2 separate regions of the Mus musculus genome follow, and region 1 is linked to region 2. A link is a contact called in public Hi-C data. All regions are on one chromosome and are shown on one strand. The core of a region is the stretch at or near the end of the contact, and the rest is flanking DNA. Distances in the headings are between cores, read along the strand shown.

The links. Hi-C and Micro-C count contacts between places; a contact is called where the count stands out from the background.
Region 1: a contact with region 2 is called in a Hi-C map of uterus. The contact joins the enhancer-like site here to the promoter of 9130015L21Rik in region 2. A contact is called at or near these places in 1 of 15 datasets of contacts at CTCF or cohesin (the NIH/3T3 cell line) and 2 of 484 Hi-C or Micro-C datasets (peritoneal macrophages and uterus).

Annotation. Positions count from the first base shown.
Region 1 is chr2:160,065,139-160,068,474 of GRCm38.p6, forward strand. No RefSeq gene overlaps it. Among named protein-coding and RNA genes, the nearest start is that of 9130015L21Rik, 50 kb to the left of the region's middle. Within about 2 kb of position 2,028, at least 48 of the 459 cell types and tissues checked have an H3K27ac peak or open chromatin away from gene starts, as enhancers often do. A contact at or near this core is called in uterus, where this site is marked.
Region 2 is chr2:160,015,154-160,018,280 of GRCm38.p6, forward strand. It overlaps 9130015L21Rik (RIKEN cDNA 9130015L21 gene), which reads left to right and starts at 1,500. Exons shown (of 4, transcript NR_040499.1): 1 at 1,500-1,598.

The DNA of each region.
Region 1 (3,336 bases), core at 778-3,277, 51 kb after region 2:
TGTACCTACCTACATGGGCACCAATAGTGGACAAATGTTTCTTTTTTTCCCTGTCTTTGCCAGCCTTGCTTATCCTTACCTTTTTGATGATAGTGGCACCACACTAAGAGATATGAGAGGGTATCCTGTTGAGGCTTCTGTTTACATTTCTCTCACAGTTCAAGCTACAACTGCTTAATAAAGTATCCAGGCAATCCAAAGTCCGCGGGAGTCTGAGTAGCCCTTATTATATAATATGGATGTCAACCTAGGACTGAAGTCAACCTTCTTCTCTACCTTCAACTTCCTCACATGCCCTTGAAATGACACTTTTGTCATTTGGCCCTTTGGCCATAAGCCCTCTCTACTTATCACTAAGAAATGCCTGCCCTTCTTTCCTGGCAACTTGCTTAGCATACCTCTAGAAAGCCTCCCTTGGCTTTGAAAGGCTGACCAGTGTTTGTGCTCCCTCTGTGTCCCTAAAAGCCATTTGTTTGTCATTATATGACATAGCCTCACTTCTTCACTGGTGTCAGAGCATCCCGAGCCACCCAGGCCAGGTCTTCTGCTCTAGATTGTATAGGAGGGGGTTGGGGGGGGATAGGTAAGGAAGGAAAAACTAACAATGAATGAGGCTAATGTCTCCATCCAGAATTTGCAGGTGAGGATAACAAAGCTTGCAAAAAATAGTAGTGATGCACTCACTGTGCTTCTGATTAATGGCAGAGCTGGACTTCAGCCTCTAGCCCTTCTGACTGCAGAGGTATTGTTAAAGGTATCACACTGAGAGCTTCAGACAATGGTCATTAAGCAGCTGATGATGAACCAAAGATGCACTTCTACAGCTGGGCCTCTCCAGTCCCTTTGGTCCCCTCTCTCTTGCAGCACATGCATTCCTCTGAGCCACGCCTTCTATCTGGAGTGACCCTGGTCTGAACCCCCGCAGTATCATGTTTGGGATCCATTCACCACTTAAATTTGCAGGCTTGCTTTCCACTTCCACAGAAACATAGTCAGAAATGACCCTGCACCAAACACCCATCAGAAACCTGTGTGCAATCTGTCTTTATTACTACGAAGAAAGGTTGTCCTGCGAGGCACGGAGCAGGAGGTGGGGGAAGGAGAAATTAATTGAATGTCAAGTTTCAATTGTTGAGTCACTAATCTAATCGGTGACAACTTTAGCCTTTTCGATGTACAGCTTAGCTTTCCAAAAAAAAATTAGAAATATCCTCTTTTCCAAAAAGCTATTGGAGAAGAGATAATTACCCCAATACAATCTGGGCTTATTCTCAGAGTTGTGAGCTCTTTTTTTCTTTTTTTTTTTCCTTTTAAACACGACAACATTTCCTACATGTGTTCAATGAAGCTGAAAATGCTATTTTGATAATGGGCCCACAGAACGTTTAACAGGCCGGGATGACAATGTGAGACTTTCTTGGGGAAACAGGAAGCAATGGAAAGCTATAATAGGAGTCATTAGTGGGGACTTGGGAGTCTGCTGGAGACACTGGTGCAATTCTCAGCTTTACTGTTTTCTTAATAAGGCTCTTTGGAGATCAGATTCAAAGTGTCATGTCACCAAACCCCAGGCCCTGAGCCCTGTCCCTGCATTCAATCAGAGCCTCCCCGTTGTCCAGATAGAAGCCCCCTTCTACAACCCCTCCCCTCAGTCAGCCAATGTTGCCTGAATTCCTACCATAGTGCAGTTTCCCTCTGAGCTACTGACAGTGAGCTAAAAATAACCTTTGTCCCTATACTCCCCAGCCCAGAAGAAGACAGACAAAAAGGAGAGAGTTGGTGGGGTTTTGTTTTGTTTTGTTTTGTTTTGGAGTTGGGTTCTGTGTGAACTGGTAGCACATGCTCTGTGGGAGTAGAGACTACGGAGCAGTCAAGTCCATGGTCTTGAAAGATGAGTAGGGTTTCCCCAGTGTGAGAAACTGAGACTCCTTCATCTGGCTTCATGCCCACTCTTGCCTCTGAACTGAGGCCAGAAAGACGGAATCACATGCTCAACCTTGGAAATGAGAGTGAAGTCCAAGCTCTGGAAATTCACTGACTGAAAATAGTTCACTAAGGAGAAGGCAGAGCCATTCTATTAAGCAGAGTGAACAGAGCAGAGGACGGGCAGGAGAAAATGGGATCTGTATACCAAGCTGGTTAGCTCTTAGAGCTGTCAGCAGAAGCCAGACCAGCTCTGAAGCCTCCTTGACACCTAGAACTGAGCCCCAAAGGGAGTTACTCCCAGCAGAGTCAGTCTCCACCAGCCTTGGTTTCCTAAATCAAAGCCAGTTCTCTTCTAGACAAAGGGGAGCAAGCATGTCTTTCAAGACCTTGGTTCTCTTAGAGGACAGGGAGGTAAAAATTACTTTAATCTTTCTTTCTGGTCTCTGGAATAATGAGGAAGAAGACAACCAGAAGCTGGGCATCTGTAAAAACTAAGGCACAGCCTTCTTCAGACAAGGTAACCATGCTAAGTAAGCGGCCAAGGTTCAAAGAACTGATAAGTGATTGCCTATATGGTGAGTTAACATACTTAAGTACTCTCACACACAAATAACGTAATATTCCACAGACAAAGATGTAAATAAGGTTGATGTCTGAGAAAGTTTGTGGTCCTAAGAAGCAAATTCCAAATTAGCTTTAAGACTGAGAAAAGAAACGGTAACTATGAAGTCCAGGAGTGACCATAGAACTGATAAGATTAAAAGTATTCTCAATGAGGAAAGAAGAGGCAGTCCGAGTGGTCCCCAGCTAGCAAAGCCCTATGACAGGTACAGTCACATAGAGAATGGGATGCTCTTGTCCCTTTAATTGATGTCCTAGTCCTGGAAGCCGCCTCCACCCAAGTTCAGCAAAAGCACACGGCTGAGTTTTCCTTGTGGTTGCTTTGGTTTGGCATGTCAGTTAATTTTGTTTGGTGGAAAAAAAAAACACGAAGTGGCTGGTTCTGACGTCGAAATCTGTGCGGTTCAAAACAATGATCGCATGGTAGGGAGCAGGCGGCTGTGAGTCAGAGAGATTATGGAAATGCAGCAAGATGTTGTGAAGGAACACGGAACTGGGGACACTTGAGGGCACCTATCCCAATCTCAGCAGCCTGTGCTCCTCAACATTTGAGTCACACAAGGCAAACATCAAAAAAAAAATGTAAATAAATTATTTCAAAAAGCTCTTTGAAGTAGTAATTAGCATCATTTGAAAAAAATCTGCTCAATTTTACCTTTTGATTTTCAAGTAGCCTTTTAGCTTTGTGCATGTAACTAGTGCCTCCCCAATACCTTTATTATACATAGAAAATTCTTTCTATGTTATGTTGTCCTCATTTTCATCGTGATGGGGTTTCTGCAACAGCAT
Region 2 (3,127 bases), core at 250-2,749:
TGACCATCACATGGGGTTCCTGCATTAGACGCTTCCCATTTGTTGCAGCAAACCATTGACTCTGGCACTCGTGGCGAGCTCCTGGACAGGTAGTCACAGAGAGTCAGAGCAAAGCAGCCTGAACAAGCTTACCCTTCAGTCTGGGAACTCTGGCCACACTTCCATTTACATGTCACCCAAATTGACACTCATTAGACACTAAAGAATCAATGAGTGATATTCCACGCAGCATCTTGAGTGACAGCCTCTTTACAGCCCAGACAGCAGTGTGGTTGTCTTTAGTGATGGAGACTCTGCGGCGGAAAGGGCAACCATTACCAGTAATGGAAGACACGTGGACCATGAGAAGCCCTGATGTGCAGACAGCTCTGAGTTCCTCACACCCTCTGAAAAGAGTTGGCAGCATCATTATTGTCAGCATCTTTGTCTTTAAAAGATGTTTGTTCTAAGCCATTACTTATACACCATGAAAATATACCAAGAAATATAAGTTATAATGTAAAACGGTAGCCATTCTGAGTACAAAATTCTACCCAGGTGAGCAGAATAGTGACTACCTTTGAGCAGAGGACACTCCCCAGCTACCTGTCCAGACACCGGAGTCAGATCTCAGCCCCAACATTTGTTAGTGTAGTCTTAGATAAATCCCAGCACTATGTGAGCTGCATCTTTACAATTGTCAAATAGAGGTAACAATAATACATGCTTTTGAGTGGTGAAGACAAAATATATGTTATTTAGAAAAAATTACATAGAGCAGAACAAGACCATACTGTTACTAATATTATATGTCTAACTTTTCATCTCTCTGTATTATAAGGTATGATGCGCTGAAATGAACCCCTTTTCTTTATAAATAGTCTCAGTTATTTTGTTACAGTTATCAAACACTAATACACAGATTCAGCTGAAGTCTAGTCTCAACAATATGGGCCTTAGGATCTCTGAACAGACTTCAGAATTCTCACTTTGAAACAGGGAGTCTGGTTTCTCTATTTCCATATTACTTGGCCACTAGCTACTGATCACCTTCTGGGGAATCTCAGCAAGGGAGATCTGAACAAGACAGTAATAACATGTAGGATAGCACAGAGATATTCAAGACATTGGACCCGAGTAAGATCCGAGGAGTCATTCATACACTGTGTATAATCTAACACAGAAGGGCTATTTATCCCATCAACAAATATTTATTGAATGTGAACTCTATTCCTGGTAAGAGGACAGACGCTGAGGATCTGAGGATTGAGTGTAATCAGACGTGGGATCCCTAGTTAAAAGAGTTTACATTCCAGAGATGGAGACAGACATTAACCAAATGCACCCATAAATAAACACAAATTTACAACTGTGTGCTTATTGTGAAAGGGGAGAAAAACATAATACTCTTGACTGGAAAGAGGATTTGATGGACAAGAACACCCAACCCCCACCTCCCTAAGAGTGGCAACGAAGAAGAAGAGATGTGACGCATGAGCTAGAGAGAGCTTGGATCAATCAGAAGGCTCCCTTAGCCCAGGTCTAGGATCTTGGAGCCTGTCTGTGAGGTTAAGCACCGAGGGCCCAGAAGTGGGGATGGCTCTTGCAGAAAAAGAGAGGTAAGAAACAGAAGTAGCAGCGTCACCGTTGCTCTTCTGAGAACACTACTAAGAAAGCAGGCCACTTGTCACTATTTTGACTGAGACTCTAGAATTCTCTATTTTGAAAACAAGACTATTTTTATGCTTTTCATATATCCTTGGACTGGCTACTTTCTGTTTTGCTTTGATGTCTTTTTTTTTTAAGCCTTTGAAAATCCCTGCTTGATTTAGTTATGCCAAGCCAGGAAAAGGGGGTGCGTCCTGACTAAGTCTTACAGCTAAACAGAGGGAGGGTGACAGGTATGGATATTGTATATATGTATGATCCCAGGAGCGTGTGTGTGTGTGTTTGTGTGTGTGTGTGTGTGTGTGTGTGTGTGTGTGTGTGTGTGTGTGACATTTGTGTGTGCATGGGAGTGTGTTTGTGCCTCCTCTTTGATGATCAAGGCAGGAGGTGGAGAGTGGAGGTGGGGGAGAGGAATGCACAGGGCAAGTGAGGGAGGAGGAGGGGTGCTCATTGCTGCTGCTCAGCCCATTATTAAAGAGAAACAACATTCCCAGCAGGAGGCAGAAGGGTAATAAAACCAGTGGCTCCACAATTTATGATGCTAACTGAGATTCCATAGTTTGAAGCAAGACTATCCCCTGAGCATCAAGGTCAACAAGCCAGCAATGCCCTGGCTTTCAAAGAGCTCCCCGGTGCCCACCTATTAATCAGCCCATTGCTGAAAATGCACCAATGAGCTCTGCTCTGGAAACATCATTAATAAGCAGGGACAGGCCAAATTGCTAAGAATTCCAGGATAAGGGCAGAAAGGCAAGGAAAAAAAATATTTATATACACATATGTGTGTGTTTGTATATAGAGTGTAGCCTATTATGTATACTTGGGCCATCTATTACAGAGGTCATATATAAGTGTGTCTATTCATTTTCCATATATTTTATTTTCTATGAGAAATTTTCAGGCTTTAGAACCTTGCCAGATGGAATTACAGCAATTGTTCTTCTGCAGAGACTTCGGGAAATTAATGAGGTTCGCACGGAAAGCCATGAGAAAATAGAATTTTTTTTTTAAGTGCTCAGTTTCCAAAAATACAACAGCCACAATCCCAGGGAGAGCGATCAGTTTAGTGGCTAATCTTAAGGCCCATCAGTGGCCCCAGCATAGCTTTTGGGTTATTGCGATTCTGAATGGAGCTTTAATCAGCTTAGCCCAGCCTGGGCGCCAAGGGCCTGCAGGCAAAGGGCATTTCCCTGCAGATCTGCTGGAAAGTGTCTCCTCTGCTCTAATAAATGGATCATTCTCTCCCCAGCTCCATCCTGGAGTTCCGAGCTAAACTTGCTTTTGTGTTTAAGAAAGCAAACAGTAACAGCAAGGAAACTTCTACCATCTCAGCCCCAAAGGGAAGGAGGAAAGCATTGTCTTTGTAGAGAGCCTTTAATACTTTCTGTTTGGACTCCAAGTTGGAAATCTCAGCCCCCAAAATATGGTTCTGTTTTAATGTTCTTTCATCAAAACTTTCCCTAGATTCTCCCATTCCCGT